Linked DNA regions of Mus musculus: all the other regions are linked to region 2. The links are chromatin contacts, called in public promoter capture Hi-C maps. All regions are on one chromosome and are shown on one strand. The core of a region is the stretch at or near the end of the contact, and the rest is flanking DNA. Distances in the headings are between cores, read along the strand shown. Region 1 overlaps Acad11 (acyl-Coenzyme A dehydrogenase family, member 11). Region 2 holds the start of Srprb (signal recognition particle receptor, B subunit). Region 3 overlaps Nphp3 (nephronophthisis 3 (adolescent)). Region 4 has its middle 17 kb from the start of Anapc13.

Region 1 (6,757 bases), core at 1,826-4,325, 890 kb after region 2:
TCAAGGTGCTGGAAGAAATATCCGGCTTCTTGGGCCAATCCCCTTCCACCACACACAGCAGCTGCATCTGTCCCAAGCAGAGGCTATCGTAGCACTCGACAACAACAAAACACTCATGGAAGTCAGGCTCCAAGACCATGAGCGAGCTAGAGCAGCTCCCTGTATTGTTCCACTTTTTGTCTGCTTGGTGGAGTTCCAGATGGAGAGCCCAGCTCACCTTATCAGTCCATCTGATTCTTATGAATGCACACTTAGTCAGAGCCTGCCCACCACATGCCCGTGCCTGCAACCAGCCCAAGATTCCAAGGACAAGCCTAGATTGGCAGAGGGAAGAGAGGGGCTTTCTCTTTCATCTGTAAATGCTTTCTCTTTCATCTGTAAATGTGACACTGCAGCAGGGAAGGGAGGGGTCAGAGTGAGGTTGCAGTGCCTCTGAGCCCAGTGCCACTCAGCTGTTAAAATATGTGCGAAGAGTTCACAGTAAACATAAAAACAAACAAAACCCAGGCAGACTGTAGAAAGTGAAGGTTGTCCAAGCTTGTGTGGTAAGGACAGCCACTTGGTGTTGGCAGAGCTTTTAAATCTATGTTCCCACATTGATGGCATGCACTATGTCTTCATTCAAGTACTTGTAACAACCTGTGTAGTTTTATCCTGTAGATGATCAGAACAGTTCATCCCCAGCTGCAGGACATAATTTGGAATGATCTGTAGAGAAGTAAATAGATTTTCTCAAAATAAAAGAGGGAAAACATTAAATTTTTTTCAATGTTATTACAACTGAGGTGCCAAACCAAAATGGGCGTGTCTAGAAAATAATATTCTGTCATGCACTGCAGCAGCGTCTAACATTGTGTACCTTGAGCTACTGAAATTCTTGGTGGCTTTTTGTTTATATTTTTATGTATTTTCCATAACAAGAAAAAAAATAAGATTGGCAGGGCTATTTCTGTGAGCTTTTGGAACTCCCCAGGTAGCCTAAAATGAACACATAACCCATCTCTGAAACTGTACCACGCCAGTTCTTCCTTTTGAAAACCAGTGAAGAACACTAGCACTCCGATTCGGGCAGAACAAGCAACATGGTGTAGGGGGCACACACAGGCCATAGTGGTGACGTTACCAGAGTTCAAGGGAGTCTCTTCATGGTCACCAGATGATACGGGTAAATGCAGGGACCCTTGTGGAGTTCCTGGTCTCATTATTAAAAGACTTTAAGAAGTGGACTCAAATGGAAGCTTGGGGGCAGTGTTATTATACCTACAAAGGAAGGGACCCATGGCAGTCACGTTCTAAGTCTCAGGAGCTTCTCAGAGGGGAGAAGAAAAGCTAGGCCATGACACACTTAAGGAATAATTAAAGTCACCACATGGCACCGGACAGCCACATGGCAGGGAGGGAGGCTGTAGACAGAGAAGAGTAAGGAAACAATGTGCCAGAAAAAGTGGCCAGCATCCAAAGTGAAGGAACGGGGAAAGTTGAGTCAGAAAGATGGGCAGACCAAGCTAAACCCCAAGGTGGCTCAGCTCACGGGAATCTGGGCTAGGGGCAGTTAATTCTTGGAAGGAAAAGTATAGTATTTCATGAAAGGAGTAATTAGTAGTTACTCCTCCTATCTCTTTAGCATGGCTTAAGATGAACCCACCCTTCTCGGGCATGTAAACACAGGTAGGATTTGGTTCTCAGAACTGTAGCGTCATAATGAGGTAGGCAGAATGAGGACACCATAAACATCTTCCCTAATATACTCATTACCAAACACAATGAATGGCACTGACCTTCTATGGCCCCCTAGGAACAGGCATAATATGCAGCCCCAAACAGAAAGCCTAGCGATTTCCCTGACAGATGTGACAAGCGCCCTCCATCCTGGAGCCTTTGAAAGTGCGAGCCTCTGCCTTGTACATTGCTGGACCCCAGACAAGCCTTGCTTCCCTAAAAGGAACATGGTAGTCAATTGCCAAAAGCAGTGTAGTTTGGGAGAATAATCTACAATAACCTGATGATTCACACCAAAAGCTTTGACAGTTCCCATGACCTTTAACCCCATGATTCTTTTAGCTGACGTGTAGAGAGAGTAGTTGATAAAGAGATGCTGTAAGTATTTATAACTGCATCTCTAAGCTTTTGTAGAACTATCATCCCCTATTTCTATTGTACTCTTTCAGTTGTACAAAGCAGAGGTTACTATTCGGCCTGAACAGTGTAATTTAGACTTTCCCACTTTGTTATTACTTTATCGTTCATTCTTGCAACTCAGATGTTTCTCTTGGAGCCGAGCTGCTTTGCTGAGAGTCTGCGGGAGCTTTTGTGGCTGCCCTTTGGTTGGTGTTTGCTTTGTTTTGTTTTTGAGGGGATAGGTAGTACCTTGCCTATTGATGATACTTTTATTTTGTCCTAAATCTTTAATGTTTTGAGACAGGGTCTCCCTAATTAGTTCAGTCTGGCCTCAAACTCATGATCCTCCTGCCTCAGCTTCTCGAGGGCTAAGATGATAGGTACGGGTGCCGCCACCAGCAGCAGCAGCAGCCAACAGTTTGGGATATGAATTCCAGGTTGTTAATTACTTTCTCTCAGGAGTTGAAGATTTCACCCTTCAGTTTCCTTTTGACCTTGTAATTACATTTGTTCATTTATTTGGGGGGGTTGGTATGCATATTGAAGTCGGATCTGCGGGATCGAACTCTGGTCACCGCCAGTCTTGGCAGCAAGTACCCTTCCCCTCTGAGCCGTCTCACTGTCCTCTCCCATTGCTAGCTTCATGGTTGCCGTGGAAGTAAGCACTCAGTCTCCTGGGTCCGGCATATCCTTTTTCACTCACACTTTTCTTCTCTCAAGTTTCTGAACTAAGTAATTGCTTTAGCTCTTCCTGCCGTGTTGTTCAGTTCTCCATAGTCTAACTTTGGAGAGTGTGAAAAATGTCCAGAGAGCCCTTAAAGAAGAAAGGCCCAGACTCAACAAAGGACTGTAGGTGCTCGCCTGCTCTGTTGGTCCCCAGGGCCTCCCCGGGGGGCAGGAGAAGCTTCCGGTCCCACCAGCCTTTAAGAAGCTGTACTGGAGCTTGCCAGCGGTAGCCTTCTTACGGTTCATTGCCAAGGCTTCCGTTTCCTTGGCTTGCTTCCCAAGTTTGTTTTAGTAGCCCATTGTCAATCTTGTAATTCCTTTCTTTCTTTTTGGAATCTACTCACCACAACTATTTTATGCTGTGAATGTAAGCAATATCTGTGGCTGTAAGGAAACACGGCTGTTTTGCTGATTCTTGCCTGTGGTGGCTGGTTTCCTGCAGCGATTAGGGATTTTTCAGGATGGACTGTGGAGTGAATTCTTTTTTTTTTTTTTTTTCTGAAGGAGTCACATGAGTTTTTGTACCAAACTCTTTCCTCTAGAAGGGCTGGTTTAGTTCTGGACAGCTGTTTGGGGCCACTGCTGGCAGGACATTGTAAACTTAATTTGGGTGTGAGGTTTGAGGGCCGCTCAGGTCTGGCATTTAGATCCCAGGCTTGGATGAAGGCAGGTTTCTGAGCCTGACATTTCTCTCTTCTGTTTCACTGCAAACGGAGAGCTGTGTGAAGGCTTTCTCCCCAGGCTGTGCCTCCAAAGGTGCAGATTTTCTGTGTGTTTCTCTGTTCTATTTGTTCCCTCCTTGGGTTTCACTTCTCAAGCCTCCTGGCTTTGATGGAACCAAAGTTCCAAATGCTCTGTCCAGCCCCTGGCCTTATCATGAGCCTGTGCCCGACTGATGTGGCCCATTGAGAACCAAGGCCTAGGTCAGCCTCCATAGCCCAGAGGACAAACTTTAGTTCCCATCCTCCTGCCTGCCTGAAGGATGAAGCTGTTTTGTTGTTTTCTTCCAGAACAACTGTGCATTACTTAATATATCTTCAACTGGTAACACTTCACCCAGCCTTTTTTTTTTTTTTTTTTTTTTTTTTTGAGACAGGGTTTCTCTGTTTAGTCCTGGCTGTCCTGGTAACTCACTTTGTAGGCTGGCCTTGAACTCTGAAATCTGCCTGCCTCTGCCTCCCGAGTGCCGGGATTAAAGGCCTGTGCCACCACACCCGGCCTCACCCAGCCTTTTTAGTTGAGAGGTTTCTATGCCCACTGTGTACCATGTTGCTGGAGACAGAATATGTAAACCTTGGGAATCAGATTATTACTGTCTATTACTGTCTAATATCGAGGCAGAATAATTTTTTTTGTTTGGTTTTTCAAGACAGGGTTTCTCTGTGTAGCCCTGGCTGTCCTGGAACTCACTTTGTAGACCAGGCTGGCCTCGAAGTCAGAAATCTGCCTGCCTCTGCCTCCCGAGTGCCGGGATTAAAGGCCTGTGCCACCACGCCCGGATCAGAATAATTTTTGATGAACAAATATTTAGAAGTTTTTTTATTCTGCACCTATTAATAAAAAGAAACATTACTAACCAGGATGGTGACACATGCCTGTAATCCCAGCGCTTAGGCAGCTGATGCAGAATTAGGAGTTCCAGCCCACACATATTTGAATGCGCCAGCACACGCGAGCGCGTGCACACACACACACACACACACACTCATGGTTTTCATGACATTGTGGCTTTGTACTAACTTGGTCTAATCATTTTCTCTTCACTGTCTTAAGGAAGTAGCTGAATACTATGCTCAAAGTGGAAACTCAGCGGAAAAGTGGGGACACCCCTTAGTGATCGAAAAACTAAAGGTAAGAGAGACAAGAAGGCACTCAACATGGGGAGCTGCATGTTTGGGGGCCCTTAATTATCATCGTCATGTAGATAAAGGATAACCTCAATGATAATAACTTTTCCCTTTTCTTTATGGTCTTGATACATTGATCAGGCTGGACTCAACTCGTGGCAGTCCTCCTGCTTCTGCTGCCCAAGTGTCTGGATGATAGGCATGATACCTCATGCTCCAGGAATAACTCTTTTTTTGGGGTGTTTGTTTTGGTTTGTTTTTTGTCTCTTGTTTTTCAAGACAGGGTTTCTCTGTGTAGCCATGGCTGTTCTGGAATTTGATTTGTAGACCAGGCTAGCCTCAAACTCAAAGAGACCCACCTGCCTCAGTCTCCCAAGTGCTAGGATTAAAGGCATATAACACTATGTCTGGCCATCAGAAATAACTTTCTTAAAAATACAAGGTTTTTTAAAATCTGGGTTTTTAAAAATCTTATTTGTTTGTGGTGACCCACACCTGTAATTCAGCTAGCACTTGGGAGGGGAGCTGAGGCTGAAGGTGGAGGATTGCTGCAAGTTAGAGGCTAGCCTGGGCTACATAGTGAGCCAGAGCTGCTGTATGAGTTCCTTTGTGGATAGAAAGGAAGCAAGTGGGGTGAGGGGAGGGGAGGGGAGGGGAGGGAAGGGGAGGGGAGGGGAGGGGAGGGGAGGGGAGAAAAGAGCGACTATCAGACCTGTCCTACTTGGCCTCCTGACTGTGGCTCTGATGCACTAGTCTCATTATGCTGCTCCTTGCTCACCATCTCTGAAGTGAGCTGAAGCCAGAGCAGGCTGTGGGACACAGAAGCTGGGCTCTGACTTAGTGGGAGAGCTCCTCTCTTGTCCATGCAAGGTCCTGGGTTTGTCCAGCAAGGAGCAAGGCCAAGCAGGACATTTGTGCAGTATGGTGTCAGGTCACATGCAGGTAACATGTTTTCAGATCTTAACCTGTAATGCATGTAAGATTTACACTCAAATGTGTGTGTGGGGGTCGTTGTAACCATTCTGTCTGAATGAGAAGCGTTTAAGTGTGCAAATGTAGTTTTAGAGCCAAGACTAAGGGAGCCTGGAAAGCAAGACATTTCCTTAATTATTAAGCAACTGCTGACTTTCAGTGAGTTGCTATACAATGAAATAACATCCTTAAATGCTTTTATATTTCAAAAAGCATTACCACCAATAACTGTTTAAAATAACCTACTTTGTTTGGTAAATTGTAATCACTTGTCCATCCCCTTGACAGGAAATAGCCAAAGCAGAGGGCCTGTGGAATTTGTTCTTGCCAGCTGTGAGCGGTCTCAGCCAGGTGGACTATGCCTTGATTGCTGAAGAGACAGGAAAATGCTTTTTTGCTCCAGATGTTTTTAACTGCCAAGCACCAGGTGACTACACATAGTGTTCTTTAACATTTTGAACAGGGTCTAAAATCTTTTTTTAATAAGGAAGGTTTTCCTATACAAAGTCATTCCCGAACAAACGTGAGCATAGTTTCACAGCTACTCCAAATGCAGTATACAAGTGGAGTTGAGGTCCTCAGTGGGCTGTTCTTTTAATCAGCATCATTACATTAAGACTGCCAGTAGCCAGAAGTAGCCACCAAGAGGACTGGCTATGTAAACACCCCACTTCCTGGTTGGGGTTGGGTATTTCTATAGCTAGTTAAACTCCCAGTCTCTCCATTGTGTGAAACTTTTTCCCAGAAGGCTGCCTTTGTTTCTGTCAAGGGCTCGCAGCCATGTTTCCAGAACACTGTAAACTCAAATGGCAGAATTTCCTATAATGCCCTGTTCAAGGGACTCAGAACTGCCTTTTATTATATGGCTCTGGTGTGAAGGCTTTCCCCAGAAGAGTTGGCACCATGTTGAACCAACAGAAGTGGGTATGCAAGTGTAGTGGATCCCAGAGAGGAGTCCAGGCTTAGCAAAGTGGCTCATGCTAAACTGACTCCCTTGTGTGTAAAATTCAGGTCAGTTGATAGGCTTCTAGAAGATAGTGCTTATTCCTGGCAAAGTCTCCCTTCTGTCTGCACCAATTTCTCAAGTCTCTGCT
Region 2 (6,571 bases), core at 2,408-4,907:
AGTAAGCTTTGTTAACTTGACACAGCTTCCAGCCATGCAAGAGAAGCCTCAACAGAAGTCCCTCCATGAGACTGGCCTGTGTGCATGTCTATGGGTCATTTTCTTGAGTCCAATGTGGGAGGCGCCATGTTTAGGCAGGTAGTCCGGAGCTATGAAGAAATCTAGCTAAGTGAACTGAAGAGTGAACCAGCAAGCAGCATTTCTGCATGGCTTCTGCTGCCAGGACCCTGCCCTGAATTCCCTTAACAATGAACTACATCCCGGGAGTGTAAACAGATTAAATCCTTTCCTCCCCAAGTTGCTTTGGGTCAGCAACACACATGACAGTAGAACTTAGTAAAGAAGAGTGTCAGATTCTAGAACATTCCAGATACCTCTTACCCTGTTATTGTTGACTTTGTATATGGCAGAACTATCGGTAATGGAAGTCTGTGTGTCTCTGTACTGGCCAGTTAGCAACTGTAAACAAAACAAAACCAAGACAGACAAATCAGGGTAAGCGAGTTACAATAACACTGAATGCAATGTAAAAAATGACATTTTCATTCTGTGGAGAGTAAGGTCAAATGAACGAATGCTACTTGAAACAGCTGAAAACGATCATACTGCTTTATTTTTAACTTGTAGAATAGTGATTAATTACAGCCGGGCAGTGATGGCACACGCCTTTAATCCCAGCACTCGGGAAGCAGAGGCAGGCGGATTTTTGAGTTCGAGGCCAGCCTGGTCTACAGAGTGAGTTCCAGGACAGCCAGGGCTACACAGAGAAACCCTGTCTCGAAAAACCAAATAATAATAATAATTAATTACAAGCTTTATTCCTTCTTTTTGCAGTGCCATCAGAAAGTGGCACCCTGGGCCCAACATTATTAGTATTATTTTTAAACAACAGCAAGGGGCCAAATTACTGACCTGTAAAGATTTTAGGCACCAAAACCAACTCAAGGCCTCAGGAGATGTTCAGTGGACATAACACTTCCTGTGTAACCTTGATGACCTAAGTTCAGCCCCTCTGAACCCACATAAACCCAGATCTAGTAGTACACACATTCACAAGCCCAGTACTCCTATGGGGAAAATGGGAGGGAGACAGGACAATCTCCAGAAATTCATACTAGCTTGCCTGGCACAGCAATGAGAGAAGACCAACACTTCTGGTCCTCTGACCTCCACAGATGTGCCAAGGCTCACACGTACCAGCCCTTACACACATGAATGAACACACACACACAATTAAAATAATAATAGCTATTACTACTACTACTACTACTATTATTATTATTTATACCCTCCAAAGGAAGAGGGTAAATTCTCCATAGTAAAACATGTTCAGTTAAAATACACTGGCTTACATAAAACTAAGTGTTAGTAAAGGGAGGCCTCTCTAGCTTAAGACTGTCGAAGGAGGGTAATTTTTGTCATGATTGTGATAATGCTGGATTGCTCAGAACTAGCCATGCTGGGACTATTTTAAGTCACAGAAATCAGCAAAAGTTATTGGGCTTCCTTTATCCTTTATTGATTGTTTAAAGAAAGAATAAGAACGCAAGCTACACTTAAGAATATATGTCTATCCAGGCAGTGGTGGCACAGGCCTTTAATCCCAGCACTTAGGAGGCAGAGGCAGGTGGATTTCTGAGTTCAAGACCAGCCTGGTCTACAGAGTGAGTTCCAGGACAGCCAGGGCTATACAGAGAAACCCTGTCTGGAAAAAAACAAAATCAAACAAACAAACAAAAAAATGTATGTCCATAACCATTATATTCTGAGTAGCCCAAGAAACTGGTAATGCATTTTTTAACAGGTGTATGTACACTGAAGGTTGGTTGATGTCGGGAGTCCTTAATCTTTCTCCACCTTATTTATTTACTGTTTTTGCTTTTTTTTTTTTTTTTTTTTCCCTGACATAGGGTTTCTCTGTGCAGCTCTGGCTGTCCTGGAACTCATTCTACAGACCAAGCTGGCCTCAAACTTGAAGAGATCCTCCTACTTCTGCCTCCCAAGTGTTGGCTTTAAAGGCATGGACCACCACCACACAGCCAGCCACCTTTTGTGAGGCTGTGGTCTCTCACTGAACCCGGGGAGAAAACCAACTAGCATGGGTGGTGGTGAGCCAAGGAATTCCAGGGATCCATACCTCCTAGGCCCTGGGATTGCTGACAAGAACTTCTGGACCTGGCTTTCACGTATGTGCCACCGATCCAAACTCAGACCCTCATTTTTTTGCCAGGCAAGAAAACAGACTGAGTCACCTCCCCATCCCCAGACCACGTATTCTAACAGCATCGTGTGTGTATGTGTGTGTGTGTGTGTGTGTGTGTGTGTTTTTACAGGTTTTCCTAGAGTCTTTTTTATATAACTCCCAGGGGGCTGGAGAGATAGCTCAGTGGTTAAGAGCACCGACTGCTCTTCCGAAGGTCCTGAGTTCAAATCCCAGCAACCACATGGTGGCTCACAACCATCTGTAATGAGATCTGACTCCCTCTTCTGGTGCATCTGAAGACAGCTACAGTGTACTTAGATATAATAATAAATAAATCTTAAAAAAAAAAAAAGAATTAACTCCCAGGGCTGGAGACTCAACTAAGTTGGATAAGATCCCATCCTGCTTCTAGCAAAGGGACCTGAATTCAATTCCCAGCACCCACATCAGGCAGCTTTGAAGACCGACTCTACAAAATCTGACACATCTGGCCTCTACAGGTACAGGCACTCATGTGCATATACCCACACACATACATATAATTAAAAAGAAAAAAAAATATTTTTAAAAACATGTCCTAAACTTGCTGTACCAAATAAACTGCAAGATGACAGGGCTACGGAAATGCCTTACCCATCCCTCTTAAGTCTAACCGAGGTGAAAATCAAAGCATTACCCTGACAAACAGCAACGTTTTCCCAGAGTCACAGAGACCAACGAAGAGAACAGCTCTCTGACTGCTCTTTCGGCTCCAGATGAACTTCCAGAACACTGCAGAGAAGAGAAAGGCAGCCTTCATTTTCTAAAGACATTATTAGTAGGCATTTACGACAAAAAAACAAAGCGTCCATCTGGACTACTTTCATTGTCACACGGATTAGAGTCAGTTTTGTTAGGAACTCACGGAGCGCCAGCCACTATCAACTGTAAACCTTTTCACGTCTATTTCCCTCATCCAAATGTGGAGACTAAAAGTATACACAGAATGATGGATCTGGGAAAAATTAGTGGCTTGCTACATTTGATTGGTGGATTTCTACTCTACCTTAGTACCCCAGTATCTCAGAGCCCAGTTCAGACACAAGTGGCTCAAAGTTGGAATGAACGATGGCGGCCGCAGCGCTCAAGCGCACAGGGCCGCCTCATGTAAGTCCTGTCCCAAGACCCAGGTCACTTCAGCGTCCCCTTTCCACACTGCTGGGTCTGGAAGACGAGTAGTAGAAGAGGGAACGCAGCCGTCCGCCTCCCTGGCCTGCGGCGCCGAGCCACCCTGCCCTCGCCGTGAATGCCGGCCGCCTCACCCAGCGTCAGCAGCACCGCCAGGAGAGCCACCGCCACGGAGAGCAGCGTCGGATCCCTCTGCTGCAGCTCCTGTCGTAAGGAGTCGAGGTAAGGCTGGAAGGCGCCACCGGCGCCATCGCCAACTCGCCGGGTGTTCGCCGAAGCCATGAAAGAGGTGTGTAGTCTTCCCGGGCCGCCAAAGTTACGTGGCTCTAGGCTCCACGCCGTGGTGGGGCGCGGGGCATCACGGGAGTTGTAGTCCCTTAGGGGTATCTCGGCTAAGTGCCTGATGGGAGTTGGAGTTTTTTGGTTTCTACAACCCAGTTAGCGAGTGTATTCATATCGGCATGCTTTGAGACATGTATAGCTTTGTGGAATTTTTTTTCTTTGCATTTTAATTTTTTATCTTTGGAGAATTTCATAAATGAATATGATGTCTTTTGGTCAAACCCACCCCTCTACTCCCATTTCATTTCGATTTTTGAAAGAATGATGACTTTTAGCAAAATTAACGGCTACAAAACTTCATTTGAGGGTGAGGATTTCTACTCGGCCGTTACATGGGATGAAATTTATGAGAGATTTTACCACAGTATGATGTGACCGAAGATGTGATGGAGTCACAGAGAATCCACAAAGACACATCAAGTCCTTTATGAGGTCAGAGAAAAGTAGCTAGAGATGGACCTGAATCTTGGAGGATGCATTAACCTATACCGGCAACTAAAGAAAACAGAAAAAGACGCACGGAAGAGAAGCTTGAGTAAAAGCCAATGACATGTGGGAAACTCGGGAATTCTGTGTCCTGCATTGACACGTCCAGCACGGAAAAAAATGACTGCATTTTAAAAAGCAATCAGGAAAATCAGTGCTCGGGAGGATGTGGAGGTGTCGACGATAGATTGATCATTCCCACCCAAAGGAAGCAGGCCTACTCAACCAGGTAGGCCATTTGAGAGGCCCAGAGTAGACAACATTTTTCAGTTTCTCAAGAGGACTTATTTATAAAAGATCTTCATGGGAACTCTTCTACTTAAGATTTCATCGGGTAATCGAAACATTTAAAAAAAAATGTGAGCTTCAATTTAAAAATATCTCTGCGAGTCAGAAGTGGCCAAGCCTCGAGGGCCATTTGCAGCCTCTGTCATTAAGTAGCTGTCATTATTTTAAAGTATTTAAGTACAGGTCTGCCTGGGAGATGACAGGAAAAGTCGATGTCACTTAAAGGCTAAACAAATTCATTAAAATGTCGCACTGCCACATAAAACCCCAACTCCTGCAGGTACCAGGAAGAGAGGAAATGAGACATTCCCTTCCTCTCTAGTGTGGCAGTGAGTGATTGGGTAGGAAATGAAACAAAGATGTTAAAGTTTGAGTTTGGAAGGTTCGCAATGTGATTTCGATTTCCATACATCCTCAAAAGGCAGAGGGCAGGTGAGAAGAAGCCCACTCGAGAGGGCCACTCCGTTGGCCTTACCATCGCCAGATACTGAGTCGCTGGCTACAGGCTATGTATAAGAATGATTAGATTGTCCATGGAAGCAAAAGTGGCAGAAAGGCAGCTGGAAAAGTTTGTAGGAATCAGACCTGGGAGTGGTTTTGTGTGCTATGCTGAAGAACTCAGAGTTTACTCATAGTATAACAATAAGCTGAAGGTGACATGGATAATTGGCAGATCTGTGGAGAACTGTGACTGGAGAGAGAAAAGACTGAGGCTGGGGGAATCAATGGGAGTCTCTTGTCGTATTTAGGCAAAAGATACTTGGAGTCTAACACAGGATAAAAGTGTGAAATCCGGGGCTAGAGAGATGGCTCAGTGGTTAAGAGCACTGGTTGCTCTTCCAGAGGTCCTGAGTTCAGTTCCCAGCAACCACATCAGGTGGCTCACAGCCATCTGTAATGGGATCTGATGCCCTCTTCTGGTGTGTCTGCAGACAGCTACAGTGTGCTCACATACATTAAATAAATAAATAAACAAACAAACACTGAAAGTGTGAAATACAGGGTAAAATTTCTGAGATATTTAGAAGTTAAAATATGTAGGTTGTAATGACTATAAAATATATAGTTGCTGTTGTTCTATTACTGTGAAAAGACACCATGACCAATACAGAAGAAAGCATTTAATTGGGAGCTTTTTTGTTTGTTTGTTTTTTTGAGACAGGGTTTCTCTGTGTAGCCCTGGCTGCCCTGGAACTCACTCCGTAGACCAGGCTGGCCTCGAACTCAGAAATCCACCTGCCTCTGCCTCCCGAGTGCTGGGATTAAAGGCATGCACCACCACCGCCTGGCAGAAGAAAGCATAGAAAGCATTTAATCGAGAGCTTCCTTATATTTCAGAGGCTGAGTTCATGAGTGTCGCAGTAGGGGATGTGGCAGCAGGCAGGCATGGCACTGACACAGTAGCTAAGAGCCTACATCCTGATTCAGAGGCAGAGAATAAGAAACTGGGCCTGGTGTGGGTGTTCAAAACTTCAAAGCTCACTCCAGTGACACACCTCCTCCAACAAGGCCACACCTCCTAATCCTTCCCAAACAGTTTCACCAACTGGGGACCAAGCGTTCAAATGTATGAAGCTATGGAGATGTTCTCATTCAAACCACAACACAGCCTAACCTACACAGTAAATTCCTTGGCTACATAGTGTGAGATTTTGTATCATCCTTTGTTTTGGTAAATCTCCATCCCAAATATACCCCGGCGATGAAAACACAACACAGTTAATATGAATACATGCTGTGCACCTAGGTTGGGCAGATCTACCACTACACTACCATCTTCCACATCTATGAGACCCCTTAGAACTTGCAGTTTCTCCAGGCCATGTGCTTCTGCTCTGCTTTTCTTCTTCCTCCTCCTCTACGTCCTCTCCCTCTTCCATTTTCTTCTTCTCTCTCCCACCTTTCACTCCACCTTCCCTTTTATCTGCCCAATCATCAGCTCTTCTTTATTTTACAAATTAAGGTGGGAAGCAGGTTTACAGGAAATCACCTGAGTGCTGACTCATTCCTTGTTCGCAGCCCCTCACAGGAGAATGGAATTAATATCAAATATAATTAGCCCCAGGGCTATTCACAACCATCCTT
Region 3 (6,670 bases), core at 3,978-6,477, 840 kb after region 2:
TGAGATCTTCTTTGTTAGGGGGAAAGTATATTGCTGCTTTTCAAAAATCAGCTAGAGTGATCCCAGGGCAGCAGTATCATACCTTACTCTTACATTTAAGCAGATTTTAAATGGTGCAGAGAAATTATTCCTAACCTCAGCTCCTCAGGGCCACCAGATCTCTCCCTAGTGTCACTTTTAACCAGATTCTGGGCTCCCAGTGGAATCTGACCGGGTTAACGCAAACATTGCTCTACAATGTTACTTCCGTTGCCTCTGGATACATTTGAATTTGTTAATGGCGTAACTGCCCTCTTATTAGCCTGGCTTTTCACCTACTAAGCCGCAGGAAGGATTTTTGGTTTGTTTTCTGCCTCACTTAGAAATTTAGAAATCAGATGTAGAATTTGATTTGCCCCTGCTGAGCTCACAAATTTCATTGTTGGACCCGCTGAGCTCCTTGCAAGCTGCCTGTGAGCCCTGTGGATTCACATTTCACATATGGCCTTTGGCATGGCATCTCTCTCACCCTCCTGCAAATATCACCTGCAAACGAACCCTGTTCCGTTTCCCTCCAGTTCCTCGGGGCAATCACGAGGTTGCTATACGAGATGACCCGTCTCGCTAGTTTCTGCTGCTTAATTCCCATCATTTAAAAATGATTTGGAGGTGAGCTGAGCTAACTTTAGCATCAAATGTCTACCCGGGATTCCAGTGAATAGGCATCAGGGAAGAAGCAAGATCTTAGCCATGGCTGCCGGCATGGCAAATGCCTTCCCGAGTGCTATACACTCGGACAGCAGGTGGCGCTGGTAACCCCTTCTGTATAGACAGTGGTGAGAGGTGAGAGGTCAGACAGCCTGCTGCCAGACACTGCAGCCAGGAGATGTGGGATGGATGGCAGTGTAAGCCTGGCCTCACGGTCCCCGTGCAATACTTGCCTCTAAATAAACTGCCTACAGCTCCGTAGGAAGGAATTCTGACGTTTTCATTTGCTGTGGGTTTTAAAATGTGCTTTCCATTAAGTTAGCCTTGTCTGTTGGAACAGAGGACACTTCGCCGAGTTGCTGAGTTACTGGCAGTTTGTAGGCAAAGACAAAGGTGCCATGGCGACCGAGTACTTTGAGTCACTGAAGCAGTATGAGAACAGCGAAGGCGAGGAGAACATGCTGTGCCTAGCCGACCTATATGAAACCCTCGGCCGCTTTCTGAAGGACCTAGGACTTCTCAGTCAGGTAACCTCAATGGACCCAAAGGCAGGATGACTCACGTTTACACCTCTCTCCTCCCAGGACGGGAGGTTTTTTTCTTTTGTTGGCGCTGAGATCTGTGGTGTTGAATTGCTGTGTTTGATCAGCCCCTCTCGTGCCTTTGTTCCCAGGCCGTGGTGCCTTTGCAGAGGTCCCTAGAAATTCGGGAGACAGCCTTAGATCCTGATCACCCGAGAGTAGCCCAGTCCCTCCACCAACTGGCCGGTGTGTACGTGCAGTGGAAGAAGTTCGGGGATGCGGAGCAGCTGTATAAACAGGCCTTGGAGATCTCAGAAAACGCTTATGGTGCAGACCATCCGCATGCTGCTCGTGAACTGGAGGCGCTGGCGACTCTGTACCACAAACAAAATAAGTAAGTCTTAGATGGCTTCACCCTCAGACCTCACGAAGCGAATGGGTGTTTCCAATGTATGGAAGTGGTAGGTTTGCATCTGTTTATTTTCTTTATCCTCTGTGTCATGGTCAGATGGTATTTCCTGGTCTTCGGGGGTACATACACACAGAAAGCTGCATGAAGGACAGCGCATGAGCTTTGAGGTGATCTAGTTAGAGCTCTTCCACCAGGCTTCATCACTATAATGCTAAGCACGTTGCAACTACAGGGACCATGAGCCATTCTTCTTAGTGGCGGAGTCCAGTTTGGCAAGAAGGTTTTATTGGCTCCCAGCCATATGTTTTATTTGCATATTGTCCATGGTTGCCTCTGTGCTCCACCAGAAGGTTTTCTTAGTTTTGACACAGATCATGAAGTCCACAAAGCCTAAAATATCAACTACACACCATTTGTAGGAGAGCTTGGCTGATCCGCAGTACAATAAACAGGTTTTCAAAGCCAGGCTATACTTCAGCAATGGGGCGTTTGCCTGGTTGTGTATGGCCCTGAGTGCGATCCCTGATACCATAATGAGGAAGACAACACACTTTTTAAAAGTTCTTGTACCTACTGAGTGGCATCTCGACCACTCTCAGAAATTCTTTCTCTTCCTCTACCGTTAGGAAGACTTCCTGGAAGTTTTTCTTTTTTAACTTCCACGCTAATTCACACTAATTTTGCCTAGATGTTTGCATTTATAGCTAACCAAAAATTAGTCTGTCCAGATAAAAGGTGCCCACTGCAAACTAAACGTTGGGGTGGTCATTGAGTTAGACTGCTAGAGACTCTGACTGCATTAAATCAGTTAAAAGCAATTAAATGTGAGCTTTATAGAGGGCCGTGTGGGTTTCCTCAGAGACTTTGAACTCCATGAGCACCCACTAGCCTCCTGTTGTATTTAAGAGTCAGAACCACTGTGCATTATGTCAGTGTTTGTAGCTCCTTGAACCCCTGAATCATGACCATTTATCCTCTCTCTCTCTCTCTCTCTCTCTCTCTCTCCCTCTCTCCTCTTTCTCATTTTTTAAAGGTACGAACAAGCTGAACATTTTAGGAAAAAATCAGTTATAATTCGTCAGCAAGCCACGAGGCGAAAAGGCAGCCTGGTAAGGAGGGTCTGTTCCCATCGCCCTTTGAACCTGAGGAAAGATGAGGTCTGACTATCATGAGACATAGACCTTGCACTAGAGCGCTTCAGGCTTACGTGACTCCTAGAAAGGCTTTGGTTGGCATCTTCCCTTTATTTATCGTCACAGTTTGAGAGAGGTATTGTTGAGCAGTTACAAAGCTCAGCTGAAGGTGCACTCTGGGAGGCGCTGTTTCGGGCTACTGTGATTCTTCTCTGTGAAGAGCTGGGAAAGGACACAGAAGTTTAATAACATCTTCTGTGAGATTTGGGTGGGGAGGAACTGTTTCCCTTAAGCAAGTGTTTCAAGTGTTCCTAAGGTGCTGATAAAAACCTAAATATAGCATGTTTGGCTTACTAAGTCTCTGTCCCTGGGACTGAGATGGTCAGTTGGCACAGTGCCTGGTGCACAGGCACAAGGGTCTGAATTAGATCCCCAGCCCCCACATTAATTAAAAATAAAAGACCACCGTGCTGAAGACACACTTATAATCCCAGCGCTGGGGAAGTATAAACTGGGGGATCCCTGTGACTTTCCTAGCTTCATTGGTAACCCCCAGGTCCCAGTGAATGACACCATTGTACAAATAAGGTGGGTAGCAACTGAGCCTCACCACCGGAAGTTGCCCTCTGGCTTCCATATGCACCTGTGTGCACACATGCATGATTATAAAACAGTAAATATAAGTTGCTCTCTATAGAAGAATCTGGTGTGTATGTGTACAGCTGGAGTCAAAGGTTAGTAAGCTAGGTCCTAGGCTTTTTTTGAAGTACTTGGACATAAACCATGCTAGACCTCGTGATCGTTTTCACAAAACAGTGCTTAAGGAATTTGTGAGCGTGGTTCCATGTAGAAATAAACACGTGTCCCTCATAAATGTTAGAGTCAGTGTGCTACTTAAAACAGCCGCTATCTAAGATGAAAGAGGAAGGCTTTCGTCAGGACAACAGTAAATGCCTCCAGAGTGAGGCTGGCGCTCAGCGTTTGTGTTTCTGTGTTACTGCAGTACGGGTTTGCCCTTCTACGCAGGCGGGCTCTGCAGTTGGAAGAGCTCACCTTGGGCAAGGACAAGCCTGAGAACGCCCGCACCCTCAATGAGCTGGGTGTTCTCTACTTCCTTCAAAATAACCTCGAGTGAGTACCGTGGCATTCCTAATGAGATTCACAACAAGGATCCACTGGGTCTCTTTGGTGGGAAGCTGTTTTACCTGTCTGTCAAATCCAAGGTTAGGGGGAAAAAAAAACAAACAACCTACCTCTGCCAATTTCCTGTTTGGTTTGGGTTATGAACATTCATACACTTAATGTTGTGTTTCCATTTTCTTTCCACGTTGCTTCTGAAGCTAAGCATTATTTGGCAGCTTCCCTAGCAGGGCCCTCATGGTTACAGAAAGCGAGTTAATGCGGACATTACATCTGAGACCCACAGAAGCAACTTCAGACCCACCAGGAGATAGCTGAGTTAGTGGGCGGCAGCTGCTTTCACCCTTTGATTTACTTAGAAAAGATGTCACGTCTACACTTCTGCTGTCTGAAAAACAAGTGCATTTAGGTCTCAGAAAAACGCAACTCATTTTTCATGTTTTCCCCTAAGTTCCTTTTACCAACAATTATTTGGTAGCAACTCCTAAGGGGAAAGAACAGATGCCTCTGCCGTCCATTCGGCACAGTGTGACCACTGGAAAGGCCTTAGAAGGCTGTTTCCAAAACGATCTGTGGGTTTTGCATTTAGGAGGAACGGAGTTGAGAGCTGAGCAATCACACAGATGCCTCATGGGAAGCAAAGGAAGGGGAAGGGAGGGGGAAGGGTAAGACTCCAGTGTGTCTATTCTCCATCTCTAAGGGCTTAGGACTCTGACCTCTAGAGAATAAATTGCTTGAGGCATTTTGGGGTTTTGTTCCCAGGACAGCAGAGCAGTTTCTGAAGCGTTCCTTGGAAATGAGGGAGCGGGTTCTGGGGCCAGATCACCCAGACTGCGCACAGTCCCTGAATAACCTGGCAGCTCTTTGCAATGAGAAGAAGCAGTACGAGAAAGCAGAGGAGCTGTATGAGCGCGCCCTGGACATCCGGAGACGCGCACTGGCTCCGGACCACCCTTCCCTGGCCTACACCGTGAAGCACCTTGCAATCTTGTATAAGAAAACGGTATGTACACCTCACCCGTGTCTGCGTGCTTTACGATGAACGGGAGAGGCCATGACTGCTGCCAGCCTGTTAGTTTATTGCCTGATGGGAGGTCGTTGTAGGTGAGCTTTTACAAATAAATTATTTAGTTTCTAACCAATGAGAACATGAAGGTATATATTGTTTCAGACTTAATTCAATTAAGATACTAATTTGGTTTTCTGAAAATACATCCCAACGACAAATCAAGCATCTACATTGCTAATGAGTTCCTTTCAAATACAACCCATTTTATTATCAACATTATGAATGAGGTCTTTTTATATAATATCTCAGTAATTTTCAAGTTCCTCTTACTGTACACGCTGTTAACCAAAACACAGGAAATCACCCCGTAGCTAGGGCTGTAGGAAGTGCCTTATTTATTTATATATTTATTTTTACAAAATTGACATTTTATTCTACTCTTCTCTTACTTTGTCTACAATTAAATAGCAGCTCTTTTTCATGGGAGTAAAGTTTGGATTTTTCTATCTATTCAAAGCAAACCTTGACCACAGCCTGCTTTGACCAGTGCAGCCTCGGAGCTGTCTCTGTGCTGAGAAGTGGGGAGGCTCCCTTGCTGGTGGTCACGGCACAGAAGGTCATGCATAAGAAGGGAATATGCTGTTCTCTCGGGCCAGCTTCTCAGTTAGGGAAATCATAAGGAAAGCCCCGAGGGGACGGGGCAGTTGGCGGGACGTGAGGCAGTTGGCGGGGACGTGAATTTATTTGGATGTCCCCTTGAGTTAAGAGCAACAACAGATCTATACAACTGGACATTTCTTTTACTGGAAACACTGGATGAGTAAATAAAGTGCAAACCATCTTTCCAAATTATCAGAGAACCTTTGTGTTCCCAACAGCTTCATGTGAATATTATATTGGATTTTCTGTTGCCTTGAGGTGTGGCCAGCTGTAGAAAATGCTTCTGCAACCTTATTTAATATATTTTATTTCTGGAGAAAGTTCGGGTCAGATGGTATTTATTGCTTGAATATTTTGTTAGATTATGCTTTTGTTTTGAAGGGAAAAGTTGACAAAGCTGTACCTCTGTATGAATTGGCTGTTGAAATTCGGCAGAAATCCTTTGGCCCAAAGCACCCCAGTGTAGCTACTGCCTTGGTAAACTTGGCAGTCCTTCATAGCCAAATGGTAAGCATCTACATTTCAACTGTTTGCAAATGAATGATCTGAATGTAATATATAGATTACCTCATATATTATATATAATGTATATATTTTATACATATGGATAAATGTGAATTAATGGCATAGTAAGGCAATAAGCAGGCTTGTGCTTATTATAGAAGCGAGTCAAATTGTTACTAAGCCATGTCTAAAACTTAAAAGAGTTTTTACTTTCCATTATTCTGCTTCTCCAGTTATGATTGTCCATAAAATAATGTTTCCTTAATATCTCTTAGAAGGATATTAAGGTTTTCAAAGTGCTTATCAAAGTATGTCAGAACAGTATAGAATACATTAATAATAATTTTAGACACACTATGTGTTAAGTGAGCACTGTTACTTTTTTTTTAATAAGAAAAAGCACAGTGAAGCCCTGCCACTATATGAAAGAGCATTAAAGATTTATGAAGATAGCTTGGGGAGAATGCATCCTCGAGTTGGAGAAACATTGAAAAATTTAGCTGTGCTCAGGTAAGAATGTTTCTCATCTATCCCAATATTTAATAGCTTTGATTTATCACAGAACAGCATGAAATATTTATCCCTGAAAATAGTCTACCTTGGG
Region 4 (7,138 bases), core at 3,725-6,224, 560 kb before region 2:
AGGCTGAGGAAGGAAATTCCACAGCTATCCTTCAGAAAAAAGTCGTAGCTCTTTGGGTAATTTTTTTTCAGATAATCATATAAATGCTGCAAAATTTAGAAAAGTATTGTTTATTTTCATAAAAAACAAAACCAAAAACTCTTCTCACTGTTCTTGAAAGAAGTTCTGGGACATGGGTCAAAACTCTTATCTGTAGTCAGTAACTTCCGAGCAAGCGTCAGATCCACACAAAGCACTCTGGGAAATGCACGTATAGCTCTGAAGGTGGGGTTCGTGCCTGATAGTGCAGTGTGTGAGGCCACGTAAGTCACTCACATAGAAGAGCACAACGTGGAATGTGTGCAGCACACAGCTAATAGAGCTCAGGAAATATCTGCTGGACCAATGGACTGCTGGGTGGATCTGTGTGTGGCCGGCCACATCAAGTGCATGGATTCGTGGCTGGACCTGTGGATGGATAGGTAGGTGGACAGGTATGGACATGGAGACCATGCAAGAGGAGAGAAGGAAAGACAAAGGCCTCTGGCAGCTGAAGGCACTGGGGAACACTTGTGGGTGAGCCTTTGAGAGGCCGACTGCGGACATTGCAGTTTGGAAGGGGTTGAGAAGGCGTCTTACAGTAATGGCACTCTGATTATTTCTCATTCAGTCTCTTTCCCCTCCCTCTCTCCTCCTTCTCATTCAGGTGTCTTTAGAAGCATGGAGGACTTTTTTTTTTTTTAAGATTTATTTATTTACGTATGTGAGCACACTGTTGCTGTCTTCAGACACACCAGAAGAGGGCATCAAATCCCATTACAGATGGTTGTGAGCCGCTATGTGGGTGCTGGGACTTGAACCCTGGACCTCTGGAAGGGCAGACAATGCTCTTAACCACCGAGCTAGCTCTCCAGACCCCAAACCCATCTTTTTAAGGCATTTGGATAACCAAAAAGTATGAAGTCATCAAAACTAATGACTGTTAAGCTTTATCAACGGGGGAAAGGGCTTGAGAAAAATGAAAGAGGTGGTACAAGTTTTTAAAAAGATTCTCCAGGGGCTGGTGAGATGGCTCAGCGGTTAAGAGCGCTGACTGCTCTTCCAAAGATCCTGAGTTCAAATCCCAGCAACCACATGGTGGCTCACAACCATCCGTAACAAAATCTGATGCTCTCTTCTGGAGTGTCTGAAGACAGGTACAGTGTAGTTACATATAATAAATAAATAAATGTTTAAAAAAAAAAAAAAAAAAAAAAAAGATTCTCCAGGTTTAAACTATGGGAATTTGTGGGGGTGGGGGGAGGACAGATTATTCAACAAATTATTCAAACTAAGCTAGCTAGGACAATTAGTTTTCCGTTGGTGGGGGTGGGGGAGGTGTTCATCTAGATCCCTGGATCTTCCTCACATGACACTTGATCTTTCCCGGAAGACTGAGATGTAATTACACCTCACAATAGAGTTAAAACAGATTTAAACATAAATTGTCTATAAAGGCATTTCGAGGGCTGGTGAGATGACTCAGAGGATATAGGTGCTTGCCACTAAGGCTGATGATGTGAGTTCAATTCCCAGAACCCACTATGGAAGGGGAGAATTGACTCCTGAACGTTATCCTTGGACCTTAACACTCAAGAGCGTGTGCACCTACGTATATCACATCATTGTCGTTGTCGTCGTCGTTGTCATCTTTAAAGTAAAAGGATATATAAAATGTAGCTGTATCCTTTAAAAACTCTGAGGTAGGGGCTGGTGAGATGGCTCAACGGGTAAGAGCACCCGACTGCTCTTCTGAAGGTCCTGAGTTCAAATCCCAGCAACCACATGGTGGCTCACAACCATCTATAAGGAGATCTGACTCCCTCTTCTAGAGTGTCTGAAGACAGCTACAGTGTACTTACATAGAATAAATAAATAAACATTTTTTAAAAATTTAAAAAGAAAAAAGAAAAAAAACCTCTGAGGTAGAGGTGCCTTCTTAAGCTACAAAAACTAAGAACTAGAAACTAGAAAAGCAGATGAATATAAAATGCCTACATGACAAGGGATATAAAATTAGATGATGGCTCCATATATAATAGCTGAGGATTTTCTCCAAGTAACACATAAAAACCTCAGCAAATCAAGTAGAAAAACAGGACCCCGGTAGAAAAGCAGGCAAGGGGTAGAATTGAGCAATTCACTGGGAAAAAAAAAAAAGGATACAAAATACAAAAGTATGATTATGTCACGAATTGCAGACTGGCTCAGGCCATGCTCGGCATCCTGCAGCTTCCCTTCCTACACGCTGGACGCTGGAATGTGGACAGCAAAAGTTTCCAAGTCCAGTCTCCTTAGTGCTGAGCTTTTGTGTATGGCTTGATACATTCTGATGTGTCCATCAAAAGCCACCAGCTCCACTGTCAAACAAGGTCTGTGTGTGTGTGTGTGTGTGTGTGTGTGTGTGTGTGTGTGTGTGTGTGTTACCTTGCATCTATATGCGGACTCAAGATCCATGGGTATCCCAGACAGGAAGTAGGCATCCATTGTATAGCCCAGAGAGCATGGTCCTAGAGACCAGATATGCCTGACTGAGGCTTCCTGGCTTCCAGACGGAGAGGTCTGTGATTAGGTCCTAGTTTCTCAAGTCCCCAGGTTACGGTTCATGGCAGAAGGAGAAGCCACGTCTGTGGGTCAGTCAGTAGCTGAGATTCCAACATGGAATCTCAACCTGGAACCTTCCATTCCACCTGATTTGACATCATTTTAATAGATTGATTTTCAATAATAAATCTCTTTCCCTGTGTTCTACCTGAAGTGGCTTCTGTCATCTGAAGCTGAGCTAAGACGCATTATGGATAATTTAAAAAAAATACAGATTATCAACAATGCTTCATCAGATGTCAACCCTTTAAAAGATTAGCAGAGAGCCCCACACAGGCTGTCATTCCTGGAAGCCATGTCTTGAAGCAGCCATTTTCTAGTAGTTTGGTATCGTGCACCTAGACATAGCAAGTTCATCTCATCAAGGATTGTACCTAAAGGATGTTGTCAAAGAGAAACAGGACACATGTCCTTCAGGAAAGACTTGCCAGGGGGTCTCAGTTGCATCACTGTGAGGAATGGAGAAATGATCATAAAGGAAAAGCTGAAGTCTCCATCCAGAGGGGATTGCCTAAAGAATTATTGTATAACTATTCCTGGGAATTCTTTGCAGGGGTCGAGGAACAAGTCAGAGCTACCTACATGAGCAAGGGAACGTCATTACATTACATTACAAGTAAGAAGTAATTTGGTTATCAGCGCGCAGAGCGCGACCTCGTTCATGACTGAAAACATGAATTTTTGTCTGAACACGGGTGTGTTTGCCTAAACGTGGAGAAAGGTGAGAGAGGACACAAGGGATGATGATGGTGGCAGAAGAGCCCACGCGTGGCTTTCGCTTATCCTCTCTCTAGAGTCTAAGCTCTCCTGTCTGACTGTTCTATGAGATTATGCTCATATGACACATAAGTATACAGTTCAACTCTCTAAGGAGCAAGATTCAAATTTTCCAGTGTCTAAGAAAAAGATATGTGCGGATGTTTTCTAGAGGAAGCCGGGAGAAAGGGGAAGCAGGATAGAATGTAGCGTTTCCTGAATCTAGGCCGAAGGACATGAATGCTCAGTGAGCTAGTCTTAGGACCTGGATTCTTTTCATAACGTAGGAGAAGCTCACATTAAGTAAAAATCCTTGGACACACGCGTTTTTCCTGCATAAGCAGATTTTTCCAGATGTGGAAGCAAAGCTTGTGGCTTGCTCAGCTGTAATTATGGCCAAGAGTTATTGGTATTCCTTCTTTCCCTCCCCCACCCCAGCTGCTTAGGGTAAGCGTGTCCTCACCCCCGTGGCCGGTGTCTTGCAGAGGCCACAGTGTACAGTGACTGGGTGGACAGACAGTGCCTCTGCAGCTAGGCCCCGACGGGAGCAGAGACCAAGCTGACCTTCTGGTCCCTCTTTTTTGACCCTTTTAATTGTACACACATCTCCCAGGTGTATCTGGACTCTAGCTGGTGACAGTACCCAGAATGCTTGTCAAAAGAAAACATGACTGTTCCTAGCAGCCCCTGAAGAGCCAGGTGGCACTGTCAGGATGACTTGGAGACCCCTTCCTGACCATCCCGAGGGCTCTGAAAGGACTCTATTCAGTGGGCTTTGCTCCTTAACCTGGTGTTTATTTTTGAGATAGCAGTTTGAGAAGAATGGGGATGGGGGGGGCGGAGAATTGCAAAAGGGGGGCAATGAGGGGCCTGGAATTTTAATGAGAACCATCTGGAGTGGTTTCCAAGAGCGTAATGTTTGGTACAAGAAAGTAATTCCTCGGCTCAAATGGAGAGAGGAGAAATGGAAGAGATCGTTATATTGTGTTTACCCTCCAAATGGTGCCAAACAGCGCTGCTGAGACCGGGCAAGTCACCCTTGAGTAGGGCTGGGGTGGGGGCTCTGGGAGGGGACCAGCAGCGTCTCTTGGCTCTGATGTGGCTGCAGGGAGAAGGAATGCTTTATTTCTGCCAGGGAGACTTTGAGGGATGGGTTGTGGTGGGCCCAGAGCCAGTCCCTGGAATCTGGGTAACTATGGAAACGGGCTGAGGACTACAACAAACACGGATGGAATTTCAGGCTTTACAGCCAGGGCAGGGAGGAACGGGAAAGTTCGGGAAAGTTTCGCTCCCTTCTTTTTCTTCTCTCTTTTCCTTTCCATTCCTTTCTGCTTTCCTTTCCTTTCCTTTTTTTTTTTTTAAACGGAGGAGGAAGGGAGCAGCCCCCCGCCTTGCCCCTGCACCCTAACGGAGGGACCATAAGCAAAAGTCTCTACAAGTATCAACTTTTCACTTTATTCTTTCATTTACTCTTAACCTGTTGCATCTGATCGGGTATTCTGTCGCCACTAAAGCCACTCCTAGAGGGAGTCTCTGTCCACTGTCTAACAGCATCATAAGGACTGACATCCCCCTTGGGGCCTCCAGTGTGACCCAGGAGGCCCCAAGGAGGCTCGGTTCATCCTCACCATAGCCCTGTAGACCAGATGGTAGGGTCTCTGCCCTACAGATGGGGTAAAGAAAACTCAGAGCCAAGATCACCCAGAAAGCAGAGACCAGCTGCCTAGATCCAAATCTGGCATGCCGTCATTCTGACAAACTTTATTCTGAGAAAAAAAAATTAATAATATGGCAGCCAAAGAGAATAAAGCAGCTTCCAGTGTCTAAATGGCTGCAGAAGTGGCTCGTGCTCTCACCTCAAAGATATGGCCTCAAGATGGCTGAGGGAAAATATCTGTGGCGGAAATAGGGGACGTTTAGAGTTACTGAACAGTGAAGTTAAAGAAAAGACCATAAATCCTGGAATCATCTTCTTGGTCTTAACCTAGGAGCAGAATAGCCAAGGTCTATTTAGATGTGATAATAAATGGGCCTTCATCCTCCAGATGAAGAAAACAAGACTCAACCAGAAGTTCCAGCCCGGACTCCTGGCTTCCAATACAAAGTTGTTTTCTAGTGTGAGCCATGAGTCTAGAAAGAGTGGAGACCTTGTGACTGGGCTGGGTGAAGTCAGATGTGTCTCTGGGTCAAAATGGAGAGTGGTAACCACTCTGAAGAGCAGAGGTCTGAGTCTGGGGTCAAAGGAGGAAACAGGACAAAGTGGACAGGCATTCTTCAAGACTCATCAGTGTGGTTTCAAGTCCATTCAAATTCCCCATCAGGAGCTAGGAGGGAGCCTCTGTTCAGCTAAGGATTTAACAAGAAGATCAGCCTAAGTCAGCAAAGTCACAAAACCTTTCAAGAAACTTGCAGCTTCACTGGGGGAAGGGGCTCCTGAATAAACCAGCAGGAAGTCAGAGTGCAGAAATGTCTGGAAATGAGAGATGGTTTTTGGCTGGTTGGTTGATTGGTTGGTTGGTTGGTTTTTTAAATAGAAAAAAAAAAGTTTTGAAGGAAAAAGGAAGCCTTGACCCACATAAAGATAGAGTTTCAGTAAAACTAACTTGAGAGGAAGAGGGCCAGTGCGAGAGGCTCAGCAAGGCAGCGCTGGCCAAGCCCTTGGGGCTCTCCACACATTAAAGGCAAACCTTTACCCAAATGCATTCAGTCTGCAGGAGATTGTCCATGGCCCTGTTGAAGTTTGTGAAAAAATTTAAAGATTGCTTTAGTGTTTGGCAATTCTGGAATGCTTGGGATTTATCCTGAAATAATTGATTTTCTCTAAAGCTCTGCTTCGTAAAATTGTATCCTGAAAACCCCCTGGAGGGTGTGTCACTACAGTCGAAACTATTTATGTGTTTGCATATATGGGGGAGGGTCTGCTTGCATGTGTGTGTGTGTGTGTGTGTGTGTGTGTGTGTGTGTGTGTGTGTGAGTCTGTATGTGTGTGTGTCTGAGTATGTGTGGTGTGTGTGTGTATGTGAGTCTGAGTGTGTGTGTGAGACTGGTGTGTGTGTGTGTGTGTGTGTGTGTGTGTGTGTGTGTGTGTGTGTGTGAGTCTGTGTGTGTGTATCTGAGTGTGTGAGTCTGTGTGTGTGTATCTGAGTGTGTGAGTCTGTGTGTGTGTATCTGAGTGTGTGAGTCTGTGTGTGTGTCTGAGTGTGAGTCTATGTGTGTGTGTCTGAGTGTGAGTCTGTGCGTGTGTGTCTGAGTGTGAGTCTATGTGTGTGTGTGAGTGTGTGAATCTGTGTGTGTGTGTGTGTGTGTGTACGTGCCTATGCCACATATCCCACATATGAACTCCAGGCGTTTCTCTCAGAATCTGTCCACCTTGTTTTTTGAGACAGGGTGTCTCTTACTGGGACTCTGGCCAGCCTAGAGTGGTTGACAGACATGCTTCAGGGATCCTCCTTTCTCCACCTTCCCAGTTCTGGGATTAAAGGTCCCAGTCCTCCCCAGTTCTGGGATTAAATGTCCCAGTCCTCCCCAGTTCTGGGATTAAAGGTCCCAGTTTATGTGTGCACAGGGGTAGGGGCTGCTTATGTGTGGAGTATATATGTGCATATGTACCAGTGCATGTGGCCACGTTTGTACATGGAGCCCCCGGGAATATATCCTGTGTCCTCCACCTTTTTTTCCTTGAGACAGGGTCTCCCACTGAGCCTGGAGTTAGGCTGCTAGCCAGAGACAGGAAGCTCCCCCAATCTTCCTCCTCTCTCCA

What was found. Promoter capture Hi-C pulls out the DNA fragments that hold promoters and counts their contacts.
Region 1: a promoter capture Hi-C map of liver shows a contact between it and region 2, with 2.3 times the contacts expected there. The contact joins the enhancer-like site here to the promoter of Srprb in region 2. A contact is called at or near these places in 3 of 39 promoter capture datasets (hippocampal neurons, liver and pre-B cells), 1 of 15 datasets of contacts at CTCF or cohesin (large pre-B cells) and 2 of 115 datasets of contacts at active chromatin or transcription factors (astrocytes and pro-B cells).
Region 3: a promoter capture Hi-C map of hematopoietic stem and progenitor cells shows a contact between it and region 2. The contact joins the enhancer-like site here to the promoter of Srprb in region 2. A contact is called at or near these places in 6 of 39 promoter capture datasets (cranial neural crest, frontonasal cranial neural crest, hematopoietic stem and progenitor cells and 2 more) and 2 of 115 datasets of contacts at active chromatin or transcription factors (embryonic stem cells and pro-B cells).
Region 4: a contact with region 2 is called in a promoter capture Hi-C map of hippocampal neurons, with 3 times the contacts expected there. The contact joins the enhancer-like site here to the promoter of Srprb in region 2. A contact is called at or near these places in 10 of 39 promoter capture datasets (the 3T3-L1 cell line, the C10 cell line, embryonic stem cells and 4 more), 14 of 484 Hi-C or Micro-C datasets (CD8 T cells, the G1E-ER4 cell line, Th1 cells and 6 more), 4 of 115 datasets of contacts at active chromatin or transcription factors (the NIH/3T3 cell line, astrocytes, extraembryonic endoderm stem cells and 1 more) and 1 of 9 other capture datasets (liver).

Annotation. Positions count from the first base shown.
Region 1 is chr9:104,085,641-104,092,397 of GRCm38.p6, forward strand. Acad11 (acyl-Coenzyme A dehydrogenase family, member 11) reads left to right here. Exons shown (of 20, transcript NM_175324.4): 10 at 4,618-4,695; 11 at 5,952-6,090. Among named protein-coding and RNA genes, the nearest start is that of Acad11, 25 kb to the left of the region's middle. Within about 2 kb of position 3,076, at least 46 of the 459 cell types and tissues checked have an H3K27ac peak or open chromatin away from gene starts, as enhancers often do. A contact at or near this core is called in astrocytes and liver, where this site is marked.
Region 2 is chr9:103,198,408-103,204,978 of GRCm38.p6, forward strand. Srprb (signal recognition particle receptor, B subunit) reads right to left here and starts at 3,658. Exons shown (of 7, transcript NM_009275.4): 1 at 3,505-3,658; 2 at 2,880-2,974; 3 at 382-459. The coding sequence starts at 3,652.
Region 3 is chr9:104,034,679-104,041,348 of GRCm38.p6, forward strand. It overlaps Nphp3 (nephronophthisis 3 (adolescent)), which reads left to right. Exons shown (of 27, transcript NM_028721.3): 20 at 1,028-1,214; 21 at 1,361-1,602; 22 at 2,654-2,729; 23 at 3,757-3,884; 24 at 4,656-4,896; 25 at 5,944-6,069; 26 at 6,461-6,576. Among named protein-coding and RNA genes, the nearest start is that of Uba5, 25 kb to the right of the region's middle. Within about 2 kb of position 5,228, at least 13 of the 459 cell types and tissues checked have an H3K27ac peak or open chromatin away from gene starts, as enhancers often do. A contact at or near this core is called in hematopoietic stem and progenitor cells, where this site is marked.
Region 4 is chr9:102,639,462-102,646,599 of GRCm38.p6, forward strand. No RefSeq gene overlaps it. Among named protein-coding and RNA genes, the nearest start is that of Anapc13, 17 kb to the left of the region's middle. RefSeq lists an enhancer at 3,857-5,721. Within about 2 kb of position 4,975, at least 183 of the 459 cell types and tissues checked have an H3K27ac peak or open chromatin away from gene starts, as enhancers often do. A contact at or near this core is called in the NIH/3T3 cell line, astrocytes, cortical neurons and 3 more, where this site is marked.